Linked DNA regions of Triticum aestivum: region 2 is linked to region 1. A link is a contact called in public Hi-C data. All regions are on one chromosome and are shown on one strand. Each heading gives the region's core, a stretch centred on a gene start, on an enhancer-like site or on the middle of the called end of the contact. The rest is flanking DNA. Distances are from core to core; before and after follow the strand shown.

Evidence for each region. A called contact is a pair of places that touch in the nucleus more often than the background predicts.
Region 2: a Hi-C map of leaf shows a contact between it and region 1, with 2.5 times the contacts expected there. The contact joins two enhancer-like sites. A contact is called at or near these places in 2 of 5 Hi-C or Micro-C datasets (both in leaf).

What each region holds. Positions count from the first base shown.
Region 1 is chr2D:61,345,678-61,349,356 of IWGSC CS RefSeq v2.1, reverse strand. No RefSeq gene overlaps it. Among protein-coding and RNA genes, the nearest start is that of LOC123051561, 60 kb to the right of the region's middle. Within about 2 kb of position 1,381, at least 1 of the 8 cell types and tissues checked has an H3K27ac peak or open chromatin away from gene starts, as enhancers often do. A contact at or near this core is called in leaf, where this site is marked.
Region 2 is chr2D:61,389,137-61,393,345 of IWGSC CS RefSeq v2.1, reverse strand. No RefSeq gene overlaps it. Among protein-coding and RNA genes, the nearest start is that of LOC123051561, 100 kb to the right of the region's middle. Within about 2 kb of position 1,620, at least 4 of the 8 cell types and tissues checked have an H3K27ac peak or open chromatin away from gene starts, as enhancers often do. A contact at or near this core is called in leaf, where this site is marked.

The sequences.
Region 1 (3,679 bases), core at 132-2,631:
GTGCCTGATTGTGTGTACGTGCCCAACAGGGTGTATGTGCCTGGGTGCATGGACTCTGATTCATCCACCTGAATGTCCTCGCTCAAACATATGTGTGTCCACGTTGTCGTACACCGACTCACCCTCTTGACACAGGTCGGTTGTGATAGCCTGACTTATTAGGGGTGATAGACTACTCATATCAATAAGGAATTCCTTCTTTTCCGGAAGCCCATTCAAACAGAACTCCAAAGTTAAGCGTGCTCAGCTTGGAGTAATTTCAGGATGGGTGACTGACCGGGAAGTTGCTCTCGGGTGTGCACGAGTGAGGACAAAGTGCGCAGAAAAGACTAGTATTGATCTGTGGGGCCAGTCTAGATCCCGCCAGGAGTAATGACCACCGGCGGGTGTGTCCTAGATCCCGCCAGGAGTAACGACCACCGGCGGGTGTGTCCGTGGCGTTACATCGGCGAACAGCGTGCAGGCACCGAGTTGCTCCACCCCGACGTCCGTGACCGAATAGGTTGCGACGATGCAGACTCCGAGAAAAGCAGCGGCACGTTGTTGATGTCGACATAGTAAGGCGCGGATGACTGGGACTGTCTACCGAGCTGTTGGGCGGCATAGAAGTAGGGAGCCTTATATTGCTTCAGCCAGGGCGGCGTCTGCACGAACGGCGACGGTGGCGGCGCCCAGTCTCCGCGGTCCCGCCCTGCACCAGAACCGCCGCTGGCACCACAACCACCACCTCTGTCGCCCTTCTTCTTTTTGAGCCGTGTCGCCTTTGCCTTTTGTTAGAGCCAGCGATCTCGCCGTGTCGCCAAGTTGATCTTGCAGGCGGTAGCTTTTGCCAGATCCTCCACCGCAGTCTCCGACAGCTTTTCATATGAGTCCTTAATGCGGGAGCGACAGTGAAAAAGGGCGGGAATTGGGGTGGAGAGCAGGGGATGGAAGAGGAGAGATTTGAGAAAGAGTGATTACGAGCGGGCTTCGGCGTCAGTTTTGGGTGGCTAGGGGTGTCGGAATCCTACGTGGCCGTCCGGACTCTTGCGAAGCCTCTTGTTTGGTTCCAGTTTACGTAAGACGAAAGTCCGAACTGGTCCGCGGATGGATTTGGAACTCCATTGGATGGCTTAAGGGTCCGGACGGAAGTGGGAGGTTTGAAGGTCTTTGTTGAAGATGCCTAAGATTTAATATACACCCTTGCATGACGCAGACAAACTCTCGAATTGTACCGATAATCCATCGTGTGGAGTGCAGAGATGCCCAGCCGTCGTCGCTTGCGAGCAAGGAGAACAAACACCGGCCACGTCATACGGACGACCTCTGGTTGACTGCGTGATCAGATACTCGGCTGACGCACACGGGGCGACGTGGCGAGGCTGGGTAAGCTGGTTCTAATACCGTGGGCCCGGCCCATATCGCAGCTTGACACCTGTACCCTTGGGTGTCCCCTGAGGCTGACCCTTGCACTGCTCACCATCATACATTCACAAAATAACACCGGTACTGAATCACACCTCATGCCTGGAAATGCATTTCGGGTGAACTAAGCATCACAAATTCTTAAATATAATTAGCTTACTTTTTGTTGACAAAATCAAAAGGAATATGCAGGCCAGTAAGGGAGCACCTAATTGCTACTCTTGTTCTCTTGCTCGTTTTCCTCAATGAGAACGTGATCACTATTTTGCCGGTCAAAATAGTCTGTGGACAGAACAACGGCGTGCTTGCTGATCGATCAGTGACCTCGGATCAGATCGATGCCTGGATAGGTGCACTGTTTCAGAGTAAGTGCAGGCTTTTTCCATGAAACTTCTGCACACTGCTGGCTTTGGGAGATTGAACCATTCCCTACCACGAGATGATAAGATTATGAAACGGGCAGAACCAGCGGCGGGGGAGAGACCCTGTCATTTTCCAAAGCTTAGACTAATGGACTCACCTAACCAGACATACATTAGCGACAGAGGAATCAAATGGCAGTCCTAATCCTGTTGGCCAAGGTTGGACTTCTTTTTTCAATGGTTACCTGTCTGAATCGGTGATCAGAAAATTACAATTGGCTGGGAAATATCTGTTCTACTTTATAGTTCAGGCCTAATACAGACATGCGCTGAGCTTTCACTATGGTGTAGAAAAGCCTTTGCTCCAATGGTGTCGCGTTCCGGAGGCTATATACAGTGAAGCAGTGTTGTTGATTTGTAACCACAAATGAGGTACAGCCAAGCATTGTAGGAAACCTAAATTGTATAATGTTCTATCAGCATCAGCATATCTATGCTTACATCACTGCAGAATCCTGAAAATGCAGCGTATATGCATATTCTAGTAAGTGGAAATAAAATGAGAACAGAAAAATTGCCTTGGAGAGCAGGGGATAGCACTGCGAATTGGCCCTTCGGAAATAAAAATAAGAACAGTTCAAAGTTAGAGAAGAAGTGCTCCTAAGATTGTTACCCACCGGCCAAAGGCACATGGGTCCTGGTGCTTTCCTAATATACTGTCCTTTCCTGGTGCTTTCACCTGAAGCAAGCAATTTGCTATGCTCCTCAAACTAAACAAAGATTCAGTCAAAAAAAAAAAAACTAAACAAAGACAAGTAATTCTCCAAACTCACGAGTTGCTGCCACATGCTGATTGATTGTGATTAAGAAAAGGAAAGCCAAAAGGAATTTAAGTGCTACCAAAACAACCATCTCTCTTATGCTGAGTATGATGGACTACTAACTCCATAATTGCTGTTGTTTAATCCTGCTTTGCCCTCTGAAGCAGCTAGTCTCAACTGGAGCAGGCTCCTACTAGTATATTCCAACACCAAATCATCACTTGCATGCTGCAATATGCAAGACAAGAATATACAAACTGTCTGGTGCACTTCGATTCAGCGAGAGTTTGCCGGTTTGTCCCCAAGAAAACTTGGCAGCTTTGGTGGCCAATTGTTTCGTCCAACGACTTAAACAATTGGGTCCCATAATAGATTTGTTTAAGGATGCCTAACTTCTCGCCATACACGTAGAAGATTCTCTTCATCAAAAGATAAGTATTTGCCATTTGATAAGATTTCTTTAGACAATCTAGAAGCATAATCGCGTAAAAATTATACACATAATTGCGTCTACTAAATTAAAACAGGTGAGGCGAGCAGGTCAGCAAACATAGAGTCAAATCGTGTCTCCTACCCTGTTTTTATTAAGGAGCATGGTTTTGCGGCTGTTGCCTTCATCGTCTTTGGCTGCAAATATGGCTGTCGTTTAGGTCAGCACCGGCTCTTCACATCCACAGCCATGCTCCCATGCTACAGAAGTAATGTACTACTCCTTCCGTAAAGAAATATAAGAGTGTTTAGATCCCTGCTCTAGTGATCTAGCCACATTTCAAAGAAAATAGCCACATGGAATTATGGACACATACTGAAACATTTTTTAGAATTGGAAACTCTATGGATTTTTTTAGGGGGCGGAAACTGGATGGATGGTGCTGTTAGGGTTTGCCCGCTGATCAAGAGGACCAAGTAATCTAATACTTCTGGCCTTAATTTGGTCCAGGCAAGTTAAAGATTGTAAGCCCATTTTCCGACATATGGCTTTTGTTGTACGTGTTTTCGATGAACAATAAGCACCTTAATAATGTAAGCTCAAAAAATAAAGAACTAACTTATAAGAACGTAAAATGCTATGTCTCCCGAGTGCACCTGCTA
Region 2 (4,209 bases), core at 371-2,870, 44 kb before region 1:
GGGCAGCCAGATTTGGAGCCGCAAGAGGCCAGAAGCCCCACCGCCGGCTCCGCGGATCTCATCCGCCGGAGAGCTTGCTGCCCGCGCAGCCAAGTCCACCGGACCACACCCGCGCCACCACCAGCCGAGGAGACGGTGGCGCCTCACCGAACGAGGCCGCCGCCCTGGATTCTGACGCCCCCCGCTGGAGAAATGGAGTAGCAGAGGCCCCGCCGCCACCTTCCTTGGCGACGCCCCGGGCTTGCCCGGCGGATGCCTCTGGCGGCAGCAAGGAGGGAGGAGAGGAAAGGGGAGGCGGTGAGCGAGGGCTAGGGTTGTCGCCCTCGAGCCGCCCGAGAGGGGCGACGCGAGGGAAGGGGTAGAATCCAGGCTTGGTTTCTTCTTCTGACCCAGAGGGTTGCTTTTGGAGAACCAATGAAACTAAAACACTCGCATGGATGCAACATGGCCGTGTTCTTGAATCTTGATGGTACCCTACACCTGTCGTCCAGCCGGTGGCTGCCAGAGTAAAGTGCCAAGGTGTCAATGGTCATGATGCCCTAATCCGCCGCGTAGCCTCGACTTCAATTTCTTGTACGTTTCGTTGATCCGGTCGCCAAAGCCGCCACGCCTAGTGTCCATGATTTCATGCTGATTATCAGGCCGCGATGGAGATGCACATGCCACATGCCCGGCATTGATTGTTCATCCGGTGTGTCATTGTACACGAGACGTTCTTCCTGTCTCCGTAATAATAAGAGAAATTATGTGTGAGCATGCATGCGAGGCATGATTGGAAACATCGAGCCCGCGAGGTTTGCGTAGCATGCTAGTACATGGCCTGCATGCCTGGGTGCTGTAGTAGTTAACGATCGGACACTGCATGCAATTGCATACTTGTCCGGTATATATATATATATATATATATATATATATATATATATATATATATATATATATCCAATTTCCAGGTACCTTTTGCTTGTGTTCCGAAAATAGATTAGCTGAGGTTTTTCCGCTTGCAAATGGATGAACAAGGGCGTACGTGCGCGATGCACCGCATATTTGATCCTTCCTCCACGGGCGGTTCCACAGCATGAAAGATATACTAGATCAAGTTAAGAGTGACGCTGTTGTCCGAAAATGAACCTATGGAGAGAGGGACCATCCTCCGTCGTGGTCACCGCGAGCTAATTTCACCGTCCAATCAGCCACAGCTGGATTCTCTGTCTCCTAGGTGAATGGGACTCGCACATCCAGTTACGGCAAACCCACGCTAGCCGCTAACAGCACAGTAGTTCGTTCGTGCATTCTTTTGCTCAACCTCTAACTTCTTCCGCCAATGAGGAACAAGCGTTTTAACACAGGATCTTCACGTAAGATTCCACGAATATACCATTGACTGAAACTTAGTTAAGTCTTAGTCGACATTTAGCAATCCCGTTGAACATTCTCCTTGTGTACTATTCTTCGGTGTAACTGAGAATTATTACTTTTTTTTTTGCGGGACCGTCCGAGGCTGGGGCATGGGCACTACCGCCCGCGTGATGGGGCTAGGCCGTTTGTTACTAAGTGTACGTCTCCCTCGTGCGCTAGCTCGCTCGTCGCCGGTGGAATGCTACGTCTTCTTGGCAGCGCTGCTTCCCTCCGTCCGCGTCCCTTTCGGGCACGGGGTCCGCCACACCACGACGCTCTAGAAGACAGAGGCCGCGGCCGCGATCGCACGCTCGGTTGTCCCCTGCGCGGGGCAGCCGTGTCGTCGGTGTCTTTCAAATTCCATGGTACCTTTCCCAAGGGAATAAACACGGCGCACATTCTCTTGTCGAATGGCCAACTTTGCTATCGCTCATTTCCTGATGTATCTGTATTCAATAGTTTAGTGCAAGTGCAAGGGGAAATTAAACAATGGTGTACACCCTATACATGACGCAGACAAACGCTCGAATTGTAGCTGTCCAAGAGCTCTCTCGGACCGGTACCCCATCATGTCATGTGCGGTGCAGATGCCCTGCCGCCTTCGGCCATGGCTGCAAGCTGCAAGCAAGGAGAGCAAATGCTAGCCACATCATACGTACGAGTACGACCTCTGCTTGGCCAAGAACTCCGTGGGCCCACGCAGGGTCACGTGGCGAGCCTCGGCAAGCCGATTCCGATACCGTGGGCCCGACCCTATAGCAGCTTGACACCTGTACCCCGGCCGGTGTGTCCCGTGAGACTGACGCTTGCACCGGCTCTCACCATCACACAAATTCACAAATCAGACGTCTTGTCAAGGAAATGCATTTCTGGTGAGCTAAATCGTCGAAAGCTCGTAATTATAACTGGCTTAAACAGTTTTTGACGAAATCAAACGGACCACGCAGGCAAGGATCAGAGCACCTGCTGCTCTTGTTCTCTTGCTCGTTTTTCTCAATGAGAACGTGATCTCAATTTTGTCAGTCAAAATAATCTTATGGACAGAGCCAAATCGTGCTTGCTGATCGACGGCTGACCTCAGATCACATCGATGCCTGGATAGGTGCAGTGTTTCAGAGAAAGAGTTGAGGATTTTCCGGGAAACTTCTGCACGCTGCAGGTGCTTGGGCAATTGAAACCAGTCCTGCGATTCTTCTTTGGGAGTCGATGGGGGAGGCGACCGCGGGGGTGACCGTAGGGGCGAGCGCCGCCCATGCACGCATTCCGGCCCCCTCCCGTAGCGGTCGGCGGCGAGTCGGGGGCCGATTCTGGGCTCTCGCTGACGTCGATGAGGATGAAGCGGACGGGGAGGCGGATGAGCTCTTGCCGGAGTCTCCACCGTCGCCGACGCCATCGGACTTGATTTGCAAAAAAATTCATTCCGGCTACGAGGAGGAAGTGGCAGCGACTGTCGACAAAGTGCTGCCCCTGGACGATCCGGCTAGGACAGGGCTTCACACGGGGGAGAAGGAGATGGTTCGGCGTGTCGTTCAACGGAGGACGGCGGCGACGGCGATCAGGCAGTGGAAGGGCCCCCTCCCCAAGTCTACCAAACCTTACTCTCTTCGATATGATTCGTCCGGATTCTTGGATCGTGGTTAAGAGGAGGAAGAATGGCCTCCGGGCGGTGGCTGGACCGGCGTCGGCGGCGACCGCGGCGTCAACGCCGGTAATGCCGGGGATCGGGATCGCAGCGGATCGGGCGCGTCATTTGAAAGCTATCCTGGCCCGCGACGGGCCAGTGCATCGTGACGGGGGGTATTCGGCCCAGCGCGGGCCGCAACTGAGTGGGTCGGGGTTAGCTGGGTATGAGGCCCAGGCTAAACCGGACTCCATCTCTGTTGCGAGCGCCGACCCATGCATGATGGCGATCGATCGTCGTTCGCATTGCTCGTCTACGCCGCCTCCTAGGGTTTCTCGACGCTGTGTGGTGCCGGGGTTCCCTGCGTGCGGTCCTGGGTGAGCGGCGCGTATACCACCCCTAGCGGCCATGGCTGGGCGTGGGGCTGGTGCTCCGCCGGGATAGAGACCTCCGGTGGCTGCCGGGGCTGGGCGTGGTGTTGGTGCGCCGCCGGGACCGTGCCGGCCGCTGCGGGTCGCGGCGGTGGATCGCTGGGGCCTAGGCCGCCGGCGCCTGGCCGAGTGGCCGCTGCGGGGCGTGGCAATGTGGCGCAGGGGCCTAGGCCGCCGCCGCCCGGGACAGCCGTGGTGGCACCCCGCAAGCAGCCGCAGGCGCATGGGCAGCAGCCCCGGGTTGCGCCGCCGCCCCACTTCGTCGCAAGGCCGCCACAAAAATGGGCTGGGCTGGTGCAGACGCACGCACCGCCGCCTCAGCCTGAGAATGTGGGCGATGGTGGCGCGGGACATGCTCGTTTCCCGGCAAACCATGGTGGTAATGGACCGCCTCGGGGACAATGGGGTGACGATGGTTACAATGCTTATGGTGATGGCCAACATCGTGGCTCGTCGTCGGCGGGCGGCGGCCATGGATATGCTTGGCAGAGTGATGGAACAACAAAGAGACCTTTTCACGGCCCTCCGGGAGGCTTTGTTGAGGGGGCATCTGGCCCAGATTATCGACAGAGAGGTGGTTACCGAGGTGATCGTGGTGGTCGCGGTGGTAGGAACCATTACCGTTAGCCTCCTCCGCTCGTCGTTGTTGAGCCGACGGCCTCCGTGGAGGAGGCCGCTTTCGGACAGACGCCGGAGTTGTCCGGTCAGGTTATGGACGCGGTGACGGCGCTGGCTAATGCCGAGATGCCTGAGACTGAGCCC